Regions from separate parts of the Oryctolagus cuniculus genome. Here region 1 is linked to region 2. A link is a contact called in public Micro-C data. All regions are on one chromosome and are shown on one strand. The core of a region is the stretch at or near the end of the contact, and the rest is flanking DNA. Distances in the headings are between cores, read along the strand shown.

Region 1 (5,925 bases), core at 2,641-5,140, 260 kb after region 2:
GCTTTTTAAACTCTTCTCCGGCTCAATGGGTTTTCTCCCTTCCAGGTTGGGCCTTATGCTGTTTTCATCTGGTTTTGTCTGTGTATTATTGAAGGAAAAAGGAAAAGGAGGAGGAGTAAGGCCAAGGGCAAAGATCTGCCCTGGGTCTGCGGCATCTGCAGCGTGGTCAGGGACATGCCTTTTGGAGAGAATTCTCTGATGGGCTTTAGATAACCCGTGTAGTCCTGTTCCCCCTATGGTCTTCTGCCCTTTACTGCTTCTCCCTTTACTGCAAGACAGTGATCCCTGAAGCTTCTTTTCAAGAAATCATGCCACACTTCCTTTAAAAAGGAATTGAAGAGCCCTCCCCCATGCCAGGGAAGCCCCAACCTTCTCATTTTTCTACGAGAGGAAGTGGAAAGGGGCCCGGGGCGGGGTATGTGTGTGGGGGGGTGGGAATGCTGGGGACTGAAGCTGCTGCCTCCCTCCGGTGTGGCCCAGGAGAGGAGAGCGAGCTGTGGCCAAGTTTCCCCTGGAGCGGACGCAGATGCTTCAGGGGGAGATGCTCCCACAAAAGGGCTTCTTAGAAGGGTGTGAAAGGGAAGAGGCCATGGGCAGGGATGCTGGCTCCGGGCTACAGCCTCTGCTTTCCCTTCTTCCCTTCCCACTTTCCAAGGGTTTACATTCACTTTCTAAAGAAAAGCAGTCCCTGGGGGCAAAGAGGTTTACAGTATTTTATTCAGGTTCTGTGGTGAGGAGGGGGGGAGAAAAGGGCTGGATGGGGGGGGGGCAGGGGGAGGAGGCCTGGCTGCTGGGGAGAGAGGGAGAGAGAAAGAGAAGGCAGGCATGCATGAGAGTCCCTAGCAGTGCCAAGAAGAAGAGAAAGAGCTGCTTGGGGCTGGGGGGGCGGGGGTAGTAACGAGAAAAAAAAAAAAAAGTGTTCCAGAAGCCTTATAGAAAAGGAGCAAAGACCCGAACATGAGGAATGGGGTAAAAACTGGAGTGCAAAGGGACTTCTGCATCCTCTTGCCAAGGAGTGCTGCAAACAAAATACAAAATAGGCCACCGTGACCATTCGGAGAAACAGAAGTTCTGAGGAGGCAGTTAGGAGACGCCACAGACATGGCCTAGCAAATAAATGAAAATAAATGCCAGACTATGCTAATATGCTGAGGGCCTTTAAAGACAGGGAGAGAAGGAGTGAGAGGGGGAGAGAAAATGAAGGTGCCTGAGACAGAGAGCAACAGCAGGGGAAAGCTAAACCAGCAGACACACACACACACACACACACACACACAGCCAGACCCCAAGAGAGGCACACAGGGAGAGTCACACGGATAGAAGGACAGAAAGGGCTGAGAGAGGGGGGCAGGGGGCGGGAGTAGGCTGAGAGCGAAAGTCTCCAGCCAAATGCGGGAGACTTGGCAGGTGGACAGGAGCCGCTGGGCCAGGCAGTGACTGTACTTGCTGTGTCTCGTCTATTGTTGTCTCCAAGGGGGGCAGGGGGAGTTGTTTGTTTGTTTTGTTGTTTGGCCTCTTTGTCTCTTTTGTTCCAAGCAGTTAGTTTGCTTCTTTCCCAGACCCTGGGCTGAAGGAAGAGCTTAATGGATTTTTCTTAAAGGGACAGGCTTAGCTTGTTCCCCAGTGTCACTGATTTCTCAGTCCTAACCAGTTTCTACCTAAATGACTGTTTTATGTTATTTGAAGACTCTTATTAAGAACAGGGAGAGTCCCTGTTTATGGTTTTGTTTTTTGTTTTTTGTTTTTTGTGTGTGTGTGTGTGTGTGTGTGTGTGTGCCTGATTAGGGAGAATAAACTGGTCAATTTCACCCGCCCCACTAAACCTCCTCCTCCAGGGCTGCCAAGGCTGCAGGGGAAAGAAAGACAAAAAGAAGAAAACCCTACAAACAAAAGCAAAGGCAGAACACACAGCCATAAACAACTCCAAACACACATTGCTACTTTTTTCTCCTTTAAAAAAAAAAAAAAACAAACCCTGGGCATCAAAATTAGAACGACAAACTTGCGGCTTTAAATAACCAGCAGAAGAGGGGCTGTGAAGGAAGAGGCAGTGGTGGCTCATTCTTCCTGCAGCCTCCCATAGCCCAGGGACTGCACCCTGGGCCCTACACCTTATATCCCTGCCAGGTGCACTGCCCACATGCCCCAGCCTAGAGGTTAAAGGGCCCAGCTCTGGGGATTCTGGAGACCTGCTTGGGGTCACTCTGGGCAGCTGGGCCTCCCTGGAGGAACTGGCCATGCACCCTGTAGCTTCCAGGTGATGGTGTTAGAGATGAGAGCTGCTTTTCATTGACGTGAGGAGAGGCAGGGGACAGGGGGCATCCACAAGCCTTGCCATTTTTGTTCCCACGGAGACTCTCTGTTTCCTGTCACTGAAGCAATTTCAATAGGTTCTGGTACAAAGGAGGCAGCTTCTGAAGGAAATGAAATTTTAAATACCGCCTCAGTTTATCTACCCTCTATGTTCAGTTCCTCTCCTGTCCTTCTCAGAAAAGCACGGGCAGCTCTTTTCTTAATCCCCTCTGTCCTCTACTCCTGCCTTTAAATCTCCCAGGGAAATGTAGGGTGAGCGAGATTAAAAATAGATCAATATGGTCAGAGGGCCCAGGGCTAGGAGCCGGGCACAGAAGGGTTGTGGATGGGAAAGGGAAGGGGGGTGTTCCTTTGTGAACGAGATCTTTTATAGTAGAAGCAAATGAGAATCCGAGCCTATGTTTCTGCCCTCCGAAGGGCGATTGCCACGGTTGAAGGGTGTGGGCTGTGGCCGGCTCTGGGGACCGTTAGGGTGCTTTTGCTCTGAGCCCCCACTCCCCCACTCCCGCCTCCCGCAGCAAGCGCCCCTCCCAAAGCCCCAAAGCTGGCTGGGGAGTGTGCGGCCGCTGGCGTGTTTTGCTGCTGCCTAGGTGCTGTTTGGAGGGGCCTGGAAGCCGCCTGCCTTTTCAGGTGACCCTCTTGGCGCAATGTGGGCCAAATAGTGAAGGGACCAGCCAGGGTGTGTGGGGCTGAGGGGTGCAGATTCGGTTCCTCGATGGCCCATTTGGAGCTGGGCCTGTTCGAAACACGGCAGTAGGGAGCGCGCGCGGCGCTAGGGACACGTGTTGCCTGAAGCAGTGGGAAACAAGTGGGGGCGGGGTGGGGTGGGGGAGCAGGGTCTGGAATAAGGGTTTCTGACATTCGTCGTGGGGCGGGACAGGCAGCAATTGTGCCATCTATGTTTTGGGTAAATGTTTCCCATCCGTAGGCACACGCGGTAACAGACGTGCCACCAACCTTGCACTAAAGACAAAATTGATTCTGATTCCGGGAACACGGGCTCAGCCAGGCTGAACTCGCTTGACCCGCCCTCCCCTCGGTCCCGGGACATCGCTGGGGGTAGGCGTCGTCTGTGGCTGACTGTGGGAACGCAGACGCGCAAACCACGTGTAAGAATCAAGGCTCGGTGGGGCCGCGGCCCTGGTTAGGTCAAGTCCAGTTTCAAACCCAAACCATTGAGATTCAGAAAAGCCGGCCAGGCGTCCCCAGGCTCAGGAATCCGCGCCACGCCAGGTACAGCGGAATTCGTTTCTGTTCCCCGCACGCGTCCCAGCAGCGCAGGAGTCGGTTTCGCCAGGACATTCCGGTTGGCTTGTTGGTTTGAAAGTTGAAGCCTCGGGGTAGTAAAATTTGGCCACAAAATCTCAAACCTCACTAACCCTAGACAAAATAAAAACAGAATAGGCCACAAAATAAACCAACTTAGGGCACTTTCTTTGGTGATCGCGGGGCCCTTGGAGCGAAACCTGGAAGGAGTGAGTTTTTCCTCCTCTAATTCTCTGCGCACAGCAAGACCCCAATGAGAATGTTAGAACAGTCTCCTCTCCCACTGCCCACTATTTTCTCCCAAACATCCCCAAACCCGCCGCATCCACTGTTCCGGGTGAGGGTGGGGGGCAACAGGCATGGCAGGTTTGCCTTGAGGCCGAGCTCCCGGCATGAATTAGCTTCACCCGAGAATGTTGGATTCTTAGTGCAGACAAAATCAGGGAAAACGCGGCTGGGGAGCCCCGGGCCCCCTCTCGGGAGTCAACCCGCCCGGCGCGAATGGGACATCTCCTGAGCCCCACGCCAGGGGACTGGAAGGCAGGAGAATGCTCGAGGTTCGCGCAGGGTGGAACCTTTTTTTTTTTTTTTTAATCTAAATAAAAAATAAAATTGAACAAAACTAAACTCCAAGTCCGCAGGTCCCCGCTGAAAGCGAGGTGGGGGAGAAGGGGGCGGGAACGGCCCAGGCACAGAGAGTGGAGGATGCGAAACGAACTCCGTCCCCTGCACAGTCAGCGCCTTTGGGGGCTCCAGCGCCGCGCGCTTCCACGGCAAGGTTTGGACTCAGAGGCAGGGCAGGGGGTGGGGAGGAAGAGGAGAGGTGGATGGTGGCGGGGGAAGGGCTCTTTTCCTCCTTCAGCCCGCTCCAGTCATGGCGAACTTGAGGGGACAGCGCGTGATAAAACTTTTCTTGGGAAAGTTTAGGTAGCGCGGTTAGTGGTAGGGGCGCGGGGCAAGCGGGCTGCGCTGCGTTGGGCGCCGGTGCAGCGAGAGTCATGCGATTGGGAGAAGGGGGTGGGTTGAAGAGCCAAGGCTCCCGGATCGGGTCTGCCCACGCCTCAGAGGCTTCGAGGGGTTGGTGACAGCGGGGAGTCCGAAAGACATTTCGTTAGGAGACGCACGGGTAGGACTAGGAGTTGGGTGGTTTTGGTCGTTGAGGAAAGCACTACCAGACTACGGCTCAACGCGGTAGCGGGAAAGGCTGGTCTGCCAAGGCGGGATTAGATCCGCCCGCCAAGGGGCCGAGTCCCCCGCTCTCCCCCGCCCAGCGAGGGCTGCGCGCGCCAGGGATCTTCGGGGCGATGCGCGCGGTTTCGCTTAGCGCGCTGGGTCTCTGCGCACCACGTGCGCCCGCGGCCCCAGGCGGGGAAGTTCCAGCGAGCGCCCCCATAGGGGAGGGGGCCACACAGCCAGGAGAAGGTTTCCGCGATTCCCCACCTGGCGCATCCACGCTGGGGGCCAGAACAAAGTGGCCCAACCCAGTGTCTCCCTGCGCCCTGAAAAGGAAACGTGGCGCGCCCGCTGGAGCGTGAGGCCGCCGCGGCCCGGTTCGCACAAGGCTGGGCGTTCCGCGCTAGGGGAAAGGCATAATTCAACTAAATCACTGGAGTGCAGCGCACCCTTTTCCTCCCTGGCTTTAAAAACCTAGGGCATTTCGAAGGGCATTTTGTCGATTCCTAAAGAAATGCCCATCGCTCTGAAGCCGAGCTGAGCTCTGTAGTAACTACTGGAGCAGGAGGTGGGGGAGGGAGGAGGGAGCAAAGAATCCAAATTGCCTGTGAGTTTATAGCCTGAAGCGGCTTATTTAGGCTCGCTGAGCGCCGTTCCAAACGCAGCGCCTTGCGCTATTTCGGGAGAAGTTGGAGAGTGGAGAACAATGTTATTTAAAGTGACTCCCAGAACGCGACTTTCGTTCCACGACTCCCTAAGCGTTAGCGTGGCCCAAACTGCCCGGCCTTTGATATCTAAAGTCAGGCCGATTCCTAGGTGAAACTACCTGTTGGGGGATCCCGCAGCCTAGACATTCGCCCTCCTTTTCCCTGCGCAATCGCTGCAGTGGTAAAGGGGCTGGTGGAGTGGCACGACCTGGGAGCGGGCAGAAGAACAGTGAGCTGAGCCTGCGCCCCCTGCTCGCTCCTTGGGCACTAGAAACCGCTGCCCGTACGGTATAGCAGGGCCCTGGCTGCTGGGATGGGCCCAGACTCAGCACGATTCTCTAAGTTCGGAAACCACGAAGCAGTGCCATTGACGCTGGCGCCTCGCTGTGTGCCTAACTTTAAAAAACAAAAAGCCTGCTGGCGGCTGCCACTGCTCCCGCCCCCACCTTGCACTGCAACACCCAGC
Region 2 (6,584 bases), core at 1,216-3,715:
ATAGTAATGAAAGAGAAACATATTTGTTTCGTAACTAAGTAGGTAAATAGCTTTCTTTATTGCTACTCCTTGGAGACCAACAGTTTTGAAAATAATATATCAAAATGATAGGCTGTCAAAACTCATTAATTTATATTCAATTGTTTCAGACATGTTTTGTTATTGGGGCATGCTAGACTGAATGCTTATCATGCGTGGGTGGTAGCATTGTAAAAGTAAAATAATGGTGTATGCTGGTGAAATTTGTTGTTGTTGAATGAAGAGCAAGAGAAACTCAATGTGGGGAGCGCTGAAGCTGCACATGAAACGCCTTCATCAGTTACTGGTGCACTTCTAGGGAGATCGTCTTACATAATCCTAGAAGACCCGTCAACAAGGCAATCTCTACACCGTAAAGTAAAAAAAAACTGATTTCCTTACTTTAAACATAAATAAATAAGCTCTTCTCCCAATAGACCAACTTAAATAGATTTTAAAATATTATTCTTGCTTTTTTACATTTTAAAACTGAAAATCCAAGATGAAGAATTATGAACATGGCAAGTTGTAAATAAATCGTGATATACACACACATACATATACAGCCATTTATGTAGCTGTGGGAGGTTTTGGCCAATTCAAAAAATGCAGAATTTTCAGGCTCAAAGTTAGCTATTCTATCTCCTCCCAATGCCTGAGCCAGTGGAGAGCCCACATGTTGATTTCCAGCCTCTTTCTCGCCTCTGTATTCCTCTCTACCCCGGGCTCCTTTTCAGTGCTATTGTTACAAGTGCTACTGCTCCTCTTATTTGCATAAGTGATTCTTCAACAGCAGATAAAATTCTCTACAAAACTGGTGCTTCAAACTAGTGCCTTTCACTAGAGAAAATCATCCAAGGCATACTGAAGTAAATAGAAATGCAAGTTTTATACAAAAGCAAAATGAGACCTTTCACAAATGATTTTCATTAAACCAGTATTATTTGCACAACTTCACCTCAAAAGGACAGAATCCATTTGTATCAGAATTATGAAGCATAACATGAGAAATGATTAAGGGACTGAACACTTTGATACTGTGCCTGCTGCTCCGTTCACATGTGCAAAAGATCTTCCATCCCGGGAACAAAGTTAACAAGGGAGAGAGTAATTCTTCCTACAATTTCTGAATATCTAGAATCTATGTTCTTTAGTTGCTTTAACTTAAGTAGGTTCTCTCTTTTTTTTACAAATTATGTTTATTTTTATATTTACTCATTCACAGGCTTTGATGTTTAAGCTGTACAGCTGAAATTTCCCTTTGTAGCTACGACCAGCACTAGCAACAAGGTAAGCTAATGAATGTGCTGTGGCTGCCCATGGAGCTGATTCTGTATGGATGTGATGCATATGTAAATATGGCACTTTCCATAAACCATCCTCAAATAAAGTAGGTGCTTATCACACTTCCTTTCATTGCAAAGGGTTAATCGGCAAGGTTTACATTAGGGAATTTTCTGAACCACACTCCTCCCTCCCCAGTAGCGCTGCCAAAAATCATCTGACAGGAAACGTAAGATTAAGTTTGTCCTACCTAAGCGAACAAAGAGTGCTCTGAACAGGCCACCAGTTTACTGCAGAGCGGGAACTTTTCTAATCCTGCTGGAATCTGCAGTGCTGCTCAGAAAATATCACGGAAAAAGTTGTTTTCTTTCCCCTAACATCTTGTCTCTGGACCATCTCATTTTGATCACACTACAGATCCTGCCGCTTCTCCCATAAAGGTTAACTTAAAGCTCCAAACATAATCATGTGGAAAATGGACATTATTGATTCCTATGGTCCATTGTTCCCCCATCCTAAGTCCCTGAAGTTCAAGTTCAATCTGGAATTACATCATGTCTGGTTTCTCCTGGTTACCAGACGGCTTGAGACGTGACCACAGCTACAGAAAAAACAAACAGCCTTCTTCACGCTTCGGCTCCCCTCTCGATTCAAACGTAAACTTTTTTTCTTTCTCTCAAGTATGCTTCAAGTATGGAGCATGGTTAATTTAGAGATTAAGTTCCAAATTAGATTATCTAATGGCATCTTAATGGATTGCTGACCCATTTCCTGTGGGATGGCAGCGTGCAAGTCTGGCTGGAATACAATTAATTTCTTAGGAAGTGTTCTGAAGAGTTTGCCTAGATAAAGAGGAAACATCGTGTTGCACAAATCTTTCTTTATAAATGGAGAAAGTTAGGCAAAACTACGACAAATCCCAATACAGCCTCAGCAGCCAGGTCAGATACTGTGTGTCTGTAAAAACCGTAGCAAGATCATTTTTAAGAATGGCAGTGTTTTTAGTTTTGATTTCATAACAGGTGCAAATGATTTTGATAAGAATTGAGTCATTCTTTTAGGTAGAATATTCAAATACAAAGAGCAATGCTAGTAAGCAGCCCTGTTACCAAACAACGGCCTTGAGCGAATGTGGCTTTTGCAAATCTCTGCCTTGAACCAAAGATTCTCCCATTCATCGACCTTATCAGCATTTCTATCATAGTCCCAGAGTGGTGCTAGGGGCCCAGAAGAGTGTATAAAAAGTTGAACATTTTGAACACACTTTAGAGCTGACAGCTGAAAAGGAAATTCAGCACTCTGAGAATAAAGCTCCCCGCAGGAACTCCAGGAACAACCCAGCTGTTGTACTATAGTTATGTGTCAAGATAACAAACGGAGAGCAGGAAATGCTAACCTAAGTGAGTTCGCAGGGACTTCGAAGTGTAATACTGAAACAGAAGTTAACTCTTAATTCCACCCAAGGACAGGACACATAGTGAGTGCCCTTATCCCACAAAGGCCACAAATATGTGAACACACACACACACACACATGCATGCACACACACCCCTACAATCTACATCCCCACACATACATGCATTGACATGCAAAAACATATATGCACCTACAAAAATACAATTTGAAACCCAATACTGAAAATTATTCTTGTTGATATATTCGTTCTTAAGTCTTTTGAGAACAACACATTTTACAATGGAAATTCCATGGACACAGCAAGAAACATGGCCAGTGGTTCAGAGCAGTGTTGTGGGAACAGAGCTGCAGGTACAAAACGCTATCCTTTGCTTTCGGCCCTCTCTCTCCTGACCAACCAGATCCAAATAACCTTTACTGGCTGCTAAATTTCTCTTGGGAAATCAAGCAACGCTCTTGAATTGCAGTAATAAACGACAATTTCTTACAAAAACATGGGTAAAGTAACTACAGAATGAAGTATTCAGCTCATGGAAAGGAACTGCTAACACGTGTGACGTGGAAAATAGCTGATAACAGTCTCGTCGGTGCCATTCAATTATGGCATCAGCAGAAACACAAAAATCCTTCCAATTATTTCGGGAAAATCTTCATTTATTCATTATTTCAGAGGCTGAGCAAATGGTTTGTGTAAACAGATCCTTCAGTAACACGCGCATGTTTATTTTAGCCATCTGAAGGCTTCTTCTATGTTTATGTAAGCCATCAGACACACACAACCGCTCACTTGTGGCTTTGAGTTTTCTTGAAAAGGGTGAAGGGGGAGACGAGCAAATGAAACAATAAATCCAGTTTCTCTTTTGCATAAAACACTCCCTCCAATGTTTCAAAATAACTTATGTTTATATTATTCTTGGATTGTCCTTCAGCTTGCTTTTTCATTCAATTACATTGCTCTTTTATATTGCATAATGCAATCCATGTTCTGACCATAATTTCCAAAAAGAAAGCCAGTGAGGGAGTAAGTGCTGTATGTGTTTGTGCCCACATAACTCACATATGCAAAACAATATAAGTTTTCCACAGAGGAGGACCAAACACAACACAACAGTACCTATTTAAGCAATTCATCTCTTATTACCCTCATAATGGGGTAGCCTACTCTCACGGAAGAATTGAACCCTTAACCATTCTACTCTGCCTTAACTGCAGTACCTGGCCTTTTATTTAAACAGAAAAGTTTACTTTCTCAGGGTGCAAAGTAATTCTTTTGCACATGTGCACACGCTCACACTCACACACACACACAAACAGGGCTCTCAAAATTCTAAAGCCAAAACAAAAGAAGCATCTTCAGGGCTGCACCCTAATCAGTGTGTGGAAATTTTCCAGAAGAGTTAGCTCGGGTTCCTAAGGAAATGTCTGTGCGTGTGTTGGGGGTGGGGAGGAGACGGAAGAACTCGCCCAGCTTTGATTGGACTTGCACAGCTACCTCGGCACTGCCATTTTCAATCCCAGAAAAAGAACTGCGTTTGACATGGGAACCCCTCCATGGAGAAAGACAGAAAAGGGGACCACCTTGGATAAGTGACTATAGGAGGAACAGAATGGTGACAGACAACACACAGTCAAAACAAAATAAAGCCAAACCAAAACACTAGCTTTGCTTTGTCCGTTTCCACTAAGAAGTCTGCAGGGATTGCCTTTTGTTAAAAACAAAAAGCGACAACCACAACAGGAATAACCTGTGATACTTTCTTTATTCCATCACGACAGAGGCAAATTATTTAATTCTCTGATTGAATAGATATACATTTCTCAGATATTTTCAATGTATTTGGATGATTCCAAAGCTGTAGCCAAGCCCTGAAGATTTCAGATGTCTGCTATCTGCCTTAAAATAGTAGTGTCCCACTTACCATTTCCTTTTGCAATAGTCTCTCTCAAAAACGCACAGGGCGTACACTATGGATTATGGATGAAGCTGTTGTGCCACAGACCTGGCCTATCTGAATGATCAAATATAGACTCTACTTGTGTTCATTTTTTAAAACTGTAACAAACCAAAGCACACTGCTGTCTCATTTGAGGACATTCACTCTGCATTCAATTGTACTTAGATTTCAAGAACTGTGCGTCTATACCAGCCATAATGATTGAATAAATACCTGTTGAATGTATGACTGTGACTCCTGCCATTATCCATTACGTGCCTTCTGAATCATGATAAAAAGGGAAGAAGAAAACCTTTATAAGAGCTTTTTGAATCATTAAGGCCATTCTAAAGATCATTATCTACTAATCCAAAGAAAAATTACTGTTTTGGAAAGGGAGAGGGTAGAAAGAAATCTTACCAAAATAAATTCTGAATTTTTTCTGACTTATGACCCAAAACTGATTGCCACACCAATTTTTCACCCAGAAGGAGAGTGGTAACAAGGACAATATTCCCCTAAGAACTGAGTTTAGCCATCATATCCATTCACATCAATCCTCGTGTTCTGTGACTCATTGTTCACTCACCTGGTCTTTTTTTGTGATATCAATTTTTGATTCAAAGAATTCCTAGGAGCTAGGTAGCTATGTATGTTTTTTATTTGGCTTTAATGTACTTTACAGGTACTATCCTATTTTAGATTATGCAAAAGTCAACCAGTGATCCATGGATTTGTAAATTTATCCAGTGAGTGGCAAATTTAGCAGCAAGAATATACTTCATTTGATCTGTATTCTTGTAAATATGGTAAGCTTGCACACAGGTAGGCAGATATGGGCCAATTTGCTAACTTAGAGGCAAATCATGGAATATAAGGAAGTTATTTAATAAAATAAAGTTAAAAACATTATATGATCGACCCAATTCACCTAAAAAATCTTAATTCAGGCTTTTTGACATGATATTTTCATTTAACTTAAGACAATGCCTAAGACTAAGTAAGATGACTCAATTGAGTTTATCTTCTTTATAAATGTATATTGTATTTTTCCAATGGAAGGAACAATAAAAGCTTCTTGAAAAGAAAATCACAACATGTAAAAACCTGTCTATATTTAAAGTTGATATATAGCAATTTTCAAAGAGGAAAAGTCATATGGTATTGATTTCAAGTTATGAATTAATAAAAGTCACAGATTATTAAAAGCAGAATGTAAATAATTTTCTTAATTTTTACCTGAGTAAAAATGGACATTTAATTACTTTGGTTCTCTTACACTCTACTCTTCAGTAGGGTCTATCATCCAATATGGAGATGAGCAGCGCATTGACAACTACCAATTCAGTAAGAACCTTTGCACAGGCACACTTGGTAAAGGGAGGGTCAGAATCGCAGAAGGGTTGGAAAATTAGGTTGGCTCTACTTAACACGATTATCTCACTCTCTCCTGCAAATTTTTATCTCTTCTTAGATATGATTAAACTGTAAATTTTGATTACTTAATTTGTGAAATTGACACACTTTGTTCTTTATTGAAACAATACATAAGACACTGACTTAGAACTACTTACTTTCCAAAACCGATACATGAGACAATATCAAAACTTGTTTTGAAAATGAAGTTTTGGGATAATCTCAGCCAACCAATCAAAGTCAGTCCTCCAGGAATTACAGTGGTACAAAATCTATTTAAACTAAACTCTCTTTAAGCTACGGATTCCAACAGTCTTCTCATTCCAAAACTTATGGGTGCTGCCAATATGAGTTACGTTGACTAACTTGACGTTCTTCTAGCTTTCCTCCTCTGACAGGAGAATAAATGAATAGCAAAATGGCTTAGCAGAAGAAAGTGTCAAAATGAGAATAATCTATGTGAAAAACAAATGCTTTAACCTTAGCTGAAAAATCTTCCCTAAAGCTGTGATTTCA

What was found. A called contact is a pair of places that touch in the nucleus more often than the background predicts.
Region 1: a contact with region 2 is called in a Micro-C map of ear pinna, with 4 times the contacts expected there. The contact joins two enhancer-like sites. A contact is called at or near these places in 2 of 6 Hi-C or Micro-C datasets (ear pinna and an unstated tissue).

The regions. Positions count from the first base shown.
Region 1 is chr1:177,245,136-177,251,060 of mOryCun1.1, forward strand. All of the region lies in intron 1 of NFIB (nuclear factor I B), which reads right to left. The region is part of intron 1 of LOC103347791 (a long non-coding RNA gene); the gene reads left to right. Among named protein-coding and RNA genes, the nearest start is that of TRNAH-GUG, 120 kb to the right of the region's middle. Within about 2 kb of position 3,891, at least 4 of the 8 cell types and tissues checked have an H3K27ac peak or open chromatin away from gene starts, as enhancers often do. A contact at or near this core is called in ear pinna, where this site is marked.
Region 2 is chr1:176,981,941-176,988,524 of mOryCun1.1, forward strand. All of the region lies in intron 8 of NFIB (nuclear factor I B), which reads right to left. Among named protein-coding and RNA genes, the nearest start is that of TRNAH-GUG, 380 kb to the right of the region's middle. Within about 2 kb of position 2,466, at least 3 of the 8 cell types and tissues checked have an H3K27ac peak or open chromatin away from gene starts, as enhancers often do. A contact at or near this core is called in ear pinna, where this site is marked.